3 separate regions of the Mus musculus genome follow, and regions 2 and 3 are each linked to region 1. Evidence: chromatin contacts called from public Hi-C and HiChIP or PLAC-seq data. All regions are on one chromosome and are shown on one strand. The core of a region is the stretch at or near the end of the contact, and the rest is flanking DNA. Distances in the headings are between cores, read along the strand shown.

Region 1 (2,649 bases), core at 48-2,547:
CTCTCATTTTTCAAGACAGGGCCTCTCTGTGTATCGTTGGCCCTTCTGGAACTCACTCTGTAGACCAGGCTGGCCTCGACCTCAGAGATCTGCCTGACTCTGCCTCCCAGGTGCTGGGATTAAAGGCTTGTATCACCACTGTGTCTTCTTATCAGAAATATCTGACTGTCTTGTCATCTTTCCTACTCACATACGAGTTCAACAGAATGTCAGCTGCCTGATCACCAGGGATTCTAAGGAACTGAGACTCTTAAGAGAGTCCATGACATGGGATGAGTGCCAGTCAGCCCTTGCTCCAACAGGTCCAGACCCAGAAGGAGGGCATGTCTCTGGGCTAGGAGCAGCTGGCTGCTGGGTTTGCAGAAGAAATGCCATGTGCTGGAGGTGGACCTAATGATCAATGACCCACGTCAGTTCATGAGGCATCCACAGCCCTCCCAGGTCACAGCTCACTCAGCTGGGGACTGACCCCCCCCTCCCCGTGAGTTCCATGCAAGGGGTGTTTGTAGAAACACATGCATCCTGGTGTCTTTGCAGATCCATGCCACAACTCAGAAATCACTTCCTTTTCAACCGTGAGTGGAAATTATCACCTTTCAGTGTGGCGCTTAGCTGCCAGCCAGTCAGGGGACATGTCTATTAAGAAATACAATCTACCTCCCTCAGGAGTGATACAGCTCTTCATTTAAAAGGTTTTCCTGGTTTTATTGATTAACAGGGCCTAGAGGGTACTTACACACAAACCCTAGGGAAGGAAGGTGAGGAGGGGCGTTCTAAAGCTCCAGGTTCAAATATGCCACTCTTTCAAAGCTTGTGAGTTCTGCCAGCAGGGTCAACTCCATCTCAGATGGGAACAAACAGAATGGGACCCACCTCCAGCCAACTGCAAATTTAGAGGCTGTTGCTAAGCTACCAAATAAGAAGTCAGGAGATGCAATTTCATGCAGTCTTGAATTAAAAGAGAAAAGCTTGAAGATCTTAGACATGATTCAAAGGATGTTACTAAGATTCCTAAAACACAAATGATTGTACAAAGATTACAAAAACTAATCAGTTCAGTATTATACATCACGGCTCATAACTTATTTGATTTTTTGTTTGATATTTTAAAAATTGCCACCCCTTTAATGTAGCACAGTGTGCAGTATAATACACAAAGTGTGTGTTTATCGTCTATTAATCTCATCCACTTTGAACGTCTCAAACTTCCTGTTCTATGTTCCTGTGGTCTATGAACCACTATCATTTTAAGAGCTGTTTGATGTTTAGGGTTATGAGAGTATAGTTACATTTTGAGCTAGGGTGAATTATACCTAACGGCTTTGTTTGGCTTTCATCGCTTCTTGTAGATGTCATGTTGCTGCCGACAGGGGAGGCCCAGAGCCACTTCTCTAACAGCTGTGGTGTCAGCAGCAAGGATGTGGCTCTCAAGGTCAACTTAAATGTAATTCCCAAGATCCTTAAGTGGATTTAAGTCCCTGATTTATTCCTGAAGGGTCTTTGATTGTCTGTGAACTTTTTCAAAGAATCCACAAAAATAGGACAGAAGACATTCCAGAGGCCCGGACTGTCGTAGACATGCTTGCCCACACAAAGCAGATACTTTCTTCTGTGGTTCCCATTGGGAGGCCATTTGTGTGCATGAGTCTTCTTTGTGACAGCTTCTATGTTGCAGTAACAAACCATCATGACCAAAAGCGTTTGGAAGAGTTTTTGCCACAGTTCCCAAGGGCCGGATGTCCGACACTGCGGGAAAGGTATGGCAACAGAAGCAGGAAGCTGAAAATCACATCTCAGTGGCACGTGGGAAGCAGAGAAAGCAAACCGGAAGTAGGGTACGACTAAAAACTCTCAAATCCCACCACCAGTGATGTACTTCCTCCAAGTAAGGCTCCAGATCCTACCAACTCCGCAAACAGCAGCACCATCTGCAGGCCCAGTGCTTGAACACCTGATCTCCAGGGTAGAGTCTGCCTTTAAACCACCACATGAAATGGACAAGAAAATAGAATCCAGAACACCTGGACCATATTAGGAATTCCTGTGCTGAGTAGGGATGGGAAGAGGACAAAGTCCCGAGTGAATGTGTATAGTTGACGAAGGCACAGCTATGTCGAGGATCTATGGGAATGGCGAGGCCTTCCCTAGGTCAGGCTCAGGGACTTCCTCCTCCAGGAAGTGACTGCAGCCTGAGACTTCTCCCCTACAGAGATCAGCTAGCCCACCTCCTCACTATGCTGCATATAATAGATGCGCTGAGTTTTTGCACTGCTTGCTGGTGTGTCTCCATCAGAGTGCATGGTGCACAGGATCCCAGCCTTTGCGGGGGGGGGGGGGGGGGGGCTGTTTCTCCATTCCCCACCCCCAACCCATCAGACCAATCCCAAAGCTCTGCAGGTCACATCCAGGGAGAACAAGAAATGCCAACAGATGGAGGTTTATAAACAGACTACCACAGACAGAAAAAGCCAGCCTGGTAGCAGCTCTGAAGACACACTGACAGCCATTACTGCTAAAGCGTAAATTTTAAAGTGAAATGTCACTTATACCCAATAGGATCAACACAAATATAGAAAGCTGTGTACCACCAAGCTGTGGCTAAGCTGGAACCTCCCTCTCAATCTCTGAAAGCAGCAGGTTAGCATCCAT
Region 2 (2,649 bases), core at 85-2,584, 180 kb after region 1:
CTACAAGCTCAACCATAAGCCAAGACCTGTGAGAGCTAAGATGAGGCCCCAGAGCTCCAAGAGTTAATGGTTTTATCTCAGAGGCTGGATGAGAGAACGAAGCTGAGCATATGCAAGAGGGTCCTACCAAAGGCTAGCCCACTAGAGGGCTGGAGAGTGTACTCTTCCGCTCCCTTGTCACTGTGGGGAGGAATCGCAGGGTGCCGAGTCCCCACCACTGCCTCATCTGCTGGGTCAGGCAGGAAGTCTTTATGGTTTAAACTCTATTGTGGCCACCCCTGGCTGATGTTGAGCTCTGGGGCAGCGATGTTCAGCTGGGTAACCACGAGAGGCCAAGAAATATCTGTTGGCACGCCTTTAATCCCAGCACTTGGGAGGCAGAGGCAGGCCGATTTCTGAGTTCGAGGCAAGCCTGGAGCCTGGTCTACAAAGTGAGTTCCAGGACAGCCAGGGCTATACAGAGAAACCCTGTCTCGAAAAACCAAAAAAAAAAAAAAAAAAAACCAAAATAATAATAATAAAAGAAATATCTATTGGGCTAGAGAGATGGCTCAGAAGTTAAGAGCACTGACTGCTCCTGCAAAGGTCTGCAGTTTACGGCCACCCAGCCCTCTAGCCCTCTGCAGACACCCAGCATGCATATGGTGCACTTATACATGTAGACAAAGCACTTGTACACAAAATAGATGTTTAAAACGTTTTAAAAGAAGCATCCTGCCAGGCGTGGTGGCACATGCCTTTAATCCCAGCACTTGGGAGGCAGAGGCAAGTAGATTTCTGAGTTCAAGGCTGGCCTGGTCTACAGAGTGAGTTCCAGGACACACAGAGAAACCCTGTCTTGAAAAACCAAAAAAAGAAAGAAAGAAAGAAAGAAAGAAAGAAAGAAAGAAAGAAAGAAAGAAAGAAAGAAGAAGAAGCATCCTTTCTTACTGAGCCTGGTATAATCCTAGCTACTTTGGGGAGGCCAGCTTGGACTACAGAGATAGAAGAAAGAAAGAAAGAAAGAAAGAAAGAAAGAAAGAAAGAAAGAAAGAGAGAGAGAGAGAGAGAGAGAGAGAGAGAGACGGAAAGAGGGAGGGAGCAAAGGAAGGAAGGAAGACAGACAGACAAGGGGAGGGAGAATTCCAGCCTGCCCGTAATCTTTGGAGTGCTTGGGATTACAGACAGGTATGGCCAAACCTAGCTTGGGAAGAGCTTTAAGGAAGCCAGTAAAGACCCCATCAGGACAGACAGTTAGGCATGGACCTTGTGGGCCAGGGAGCAGGAAGCAGTGTCTGAAGCACCAAGGCAGGGGAGTAGCAATGGGCAGGGCCAAACTCCCCGGGCAGAACCCACTTCCTACTTTACTGAAGTACTGCAGTAGTCAGGCAGGGCTGGGCCTCCCCTTTCTGCCTTCCCCTTCACCTCTGTACAGAAAGCTCTGGCGACCTGCCTTGGATGCTTGCAGTGGGCAGGATGGAGGACGAAGAAGGCCCTGAGTATGGGAAACCAGACTTCGTGCTTTTGGATCAACTGACCATGGAGGACTTCATGAAGAACCTAGAGCTCAGGTAGATGTGAGGTGGGGGTGGGGATGCGGTACTGGGCTTCTTTCCTTCCTTTCCTCCCTTATCATCCACACAGACCTGAGAGAAGCCCTGAAGGTACCCTGGTCCCATCGTCAGGAATGGGGACAAGGCTACACATACCTAGACAATACAGGCTGAAATGATAGCATCTCCAGGAGATAATGGCCACTCAGAAAGTAACCAGCTGTCAGGAATGGAGCTGCCCAGCCACCCTCACAACACCCTGGTTGACAAGCCCAGAGTCCTGAGGAAGACAGGCAAAGGCATGGGGACCAGGAATGTACTGCATCTCCTCTCTGTCACCTGCTGATGCTTTCCCCCTGGGTCCCATGTGTGACCCGACTTGAGTTTCCTTAGGAACTCCAAAATGAAGTGCCCTCCACCCCAGAATCGCAATAATCGAAGCAAGCTGATATGATGCTGATATGATGTTCTGGGTTGGGAGTTGTTCATGGGAGGGGTCACAGGCTAGGACTAGGAGAATTGACAGTGCAGCCTGCTTTCTCACTGAAAAAAGCAGGGAGGGGTCCAGGAGCTAGAAGCACAGCATGTTAAATGGCCTTGTGTGCGGCTGGACTTCATACACACCTCCTAGGGAGGATTGTTGTGTGCTAGGAAGCTCCTTAGAGAGCAACTGGGGACCAGGAATCTCACTAGGTGCAGAGATGGAGGTCCTAGGCTGCCACATGGAGAGCTTTATCCAGGAAATGAGTTCAATGCTTTGTTAGACTGCCTCATTCTCTCGAAAAGCAAGCTCACAAGCATGCCCTCCATGCTTTGTATGCTGAGCCGAGGAAGACAGTGGCTGCAGGTCACAAAACTTGTAGTCCCAGGGCGTGACTTGTCAGAGGGGGCAGAGAAAGAGGAACCCTGAAGAGGCCTGCCTGGGGTTGAGCGGGCCCCACACACCGAGAGGACAGTTGGGGCCCCAAGGAGGCTAGTACTCCTCCCAGAGCACAAAACCCAAGAGAGGTACAGCCCTAGGTTCCTGCTTCTAATATGGTTAGTAAACGGAAGGGTGGAGGAGTTTGAGATGTGCTGGAGAGGGACGGTGGCCATGGCTGGGGTTGCAAAGACTAGC
Region 3 (2,649 bases), core at 107-2,606, 140 kb after region 1:
TGGAGGGTGCCTACAAATCCATATTTAGTCAGCACTGGAGCCCCCCGAGTCACTGGACTCTGTCCTCTGCAGGGGCCTGACCCAGCTGGAGCCACCAACTAGGCTACTTCACCTTCACCGCTTCCTTCTTTCCAGTGGCCTTCTATGACCAACACCTCTCCTCTCCTCTCTGAGCTCACAGCTTCTATCATTTCATTAACTTACTTTCAGGGACATAACACAGCTTGAGTAGTCTTTTGGGCACAGGCAGGCCTGAGATATAAGGCCTCCAGCGTTAGGCTGAGCATCGGAGTCCTAAACAAGGGCCTGGAACAAGCGCCTGCTGTCATCTGTCTGCAAATCGGAGGAGACGAGGTTTCCCTGTTTTACACAATATCCATGACCTTCAAGACAGAGTAGTCTTCTGCTACACAGAGGATCAGAAACCAAAGCTAAGGACTGGGACTGGGTTTGGAGTTTTCATTATTAGATACATCCAGAAGCAAGACAGAGGGTAGGACACAGGCTAATGTATTTATGCAGAGCTGGCAATGAACTGTTTGGCAGGCGTGCCCTGTGGCCCATGGTGACTTACCTTCACCTCCTTCTCAATATAGTCGCTCAGCAGTCTGTCTGGCTCGACGCGCTCAGGTAACGCCAGCACCACAGTGTGCAGAGGGCGCCTCTCTGTCACCTTCTCATGGGCTTTCTTATCTCTACTCTTTTCACCTTTTAGGAATACTCGTTTAAATGGCGACACAATTCCAGGCTGCAGGCAGAAATGGCAATGATTGGAGTTCATTATTCACACATTTGTGTTGTACCTACCACTAACAAACAGAGTTAGCACCGTCGCCATGAAAATAGGACTGTGCACAGCAGCCTATGAGAAAGGACCAACATGAGGCTGAGGCATGGCTCTGGAGCCAGCTCAGACTCTGCACAAGGACAGACAGGCCTGTTAAGTGGCTGTCACACTCAGAAGGCAACTCACTGTCATTTGGGGAACAGTCCCCCAGAAGAGAGCCACACAGCAGAGTTCCAACTCCTGCCAGCTCTGTGAGCCATGTCATCTCAGCTCTGAGGTGCAAGTGGGACAGGGAGGGCTGCCACCCACAAGGCCTCTGTCTCAGCAGCCAAGGCCACATGAGCTCTAAGGAGCCCAGGCGCTAACTGAGCCCCAGGTTCTCATGCAGCCCCTTCCCTCAGGCAGGGCTCCAAGGCAGCCACTAACCTCACAGCCTCACCCCTGCTGGATGTGAGCTTAGTACCGAGGCTTTGAAGACTCGACCTGTAATCAAAATGAACTTGTGGGCCAGGGAGAGGGGAATCAAACCTAGTGCCTCCTAAACAACCGCAACAGAAGCTATCCCCCACTCTGTGGAAAGATGGCGCTGCCAGCCATTCTTTGTCACTCAGAGAAACACTTAAATACATCATCTACAGCATCAGCTCAGAGGCCAAAGACACGAGCAATGAAAGGAGGAGATGATACCCTAGCTGTTTTCTCTCTGCAAGAGACATCTCTCCTACACTCACCCACTATGTTCCTGGCAGCCAGGCAGCAGCTGGGAAACTACAGCAGGCTCAGCTCTGACCGTCCCTCCCCCCAAGCTAGTAACAAACAAAAAACGGAGAGAATAAGTTATCAGGCAAGACTCACATGGCCAAGGCTCCCAGGAGATGCCGCATGTGGCTACTTCCCAGCCTCACTCTTAGGCTCAGCTCTCAGCACCAGGCATGAAACCAACAATCAAATAAGACTCACCCAGCCTCAGAAAATTACCCTGACACCTTTCCTGTGCCTGTGCCTGTGCCCTCCTGCTGTGGACAGCTTCCCTGCCTCCTTAGCTTCACATCCTTGGTCCTTGTTATCTTGGTTTTATTCCATTGATCTACTAAGATGGGCACAGATCCAGGAGGCCCATCCGACAAGACAGCAGCATGAGTCTCGGTGTTAGAGCTGTGCACGCCCAGCCGTCATGCCTGCTGCTCTCCCCACAGGCTTTCCGCCAGGCTCAAGGCTCAACTCCTCTGTGGTGGTCTGAGCTATCCTGATTCTTTCCCATACAAGGATATGAGCTGAGCTATGGTCTCTAAAATGAGCTATGATTGTTGCATGTTCCATGTTCTCATGAACAATCCATGCGATAGCTACAGAGAGCTGAGCTGATTATATTTGATTATAATGGAAAACGGTGTCAGCAGTTATTTCCGTTACTGTTTTTACTCACAACAATCCATCTCCTCTTCAACGGCTGTCTTTACAGCCCAGCACCAAAGCCTCAGACTGTCTTCCACTCACACTAGATAATGACCCATGACCACCCACCCGACTCTGAATCCAAAGTAGGAAAAGATTGTGACCCACGGCCCTGTAAATATTAAAATATTCCACTCATGGGAGCTGATTCTATCACCAGGCATCTGCCTCTGTGACCTAGAATGGTCTGTCATTGACCCTGTAGTCCTATCTTGATCAGTACACACATACATACGCACACACACATGCATGCACGCACACATAAACGCTTGTGTTCACACATGCAGGGCAGTTTCCTGCACTCACTGCTGGTGTGGAAAAGAGAGAGAGATAAGATGACAGGAACTCCAGAGCTGTAGCTGAGTGTTGAGCACAGGCACTTCCGCTACTTTTTTGAGACGTCTCCA

What was found. A called contact is a pair of places that touch in the nucleus more often than the background predicts. HiChIP or PLAC-seq counts read pairs in DNA pulled down with a chosen protein or histone mark.
Region 2: a contact with region 1 is called in a Foxp3 HiChIP or PLAC-seq map of regulatory T cells, with 4 times the contacts expected there. The contact joins the promoter of Myo1g here to the enhancer-like site in region 1. A contact is called at or near these places in 1 of 484 Hi-C or Micro-C datasets (regulatory T cells), 3 of 115 datasets of contacts at active chromatin or transcription factors (CD8 T cells, memory CD8 T cells and regulatory T cells) and 2 of 9 other capture datasets (adipose tissue and liver).
Region 3: a contact with region 1 is called in a Hi-C map of CD4 T cells, with 2.6 times the contacts expected there. The contact joins two enhancer-like sites. A contact is called at or near these places in 2 of 484 Hi-C or Micro-C datasets (CD4 T cells and regulatory T cells) and 1 of 9 other capture datasets (liver).

What each region holds. Positions count from the first base shown.
Region 1 is chr11:6,703,654-6,706,302 of GRCm38.p6, reverse strand. No RefSeq gene overlaps it. Among named protein-coding and RNA genes, the nearest start is that of Gm39575, 10 kb to the right of the region's middle. Within about 2 kb of position 1,297, at least 32 of the 459 cell types and tissues checked have an H3K27ac peak or open chromatin away from gene starts, as enhancers often do. A contact at or near this core is called in CD8 T cells, memory CD8 T cells and regulatory T cells, where this site is marked.
Region 2 is chr11:6,519,643-6,522,291 of GRCm38.p6, reverse strand. It overlaps Myo1g (myosin IG), which reads left to right and starts at 1,334. Exons shown (of 22, transcript NM_178440.4): 1 at 1,334-1,550. The coding sequence starts at 1,438.
Region 3 is chr11:6,568,063-6,570,711 of GRCm38.p6, reverse strand. It overlaps Ccm2 (cerebral cavernous malformation 2), which reads right to left. Exons shown (of 10, transcript NM_146014.3): 2 at 575-748. Among named protein-coding and RNA genes, the nearest start is that of Ccm2, 22 kb to the right of the region's middle. Within about 2 kb of position 1,356, at least 104 of the 459 cell types and tissues checked have an H3K27ac peak or open chromatin away from gene starts, as enhancers often do. A contact at or near this core is called in regulatory T cells, where this site is marked.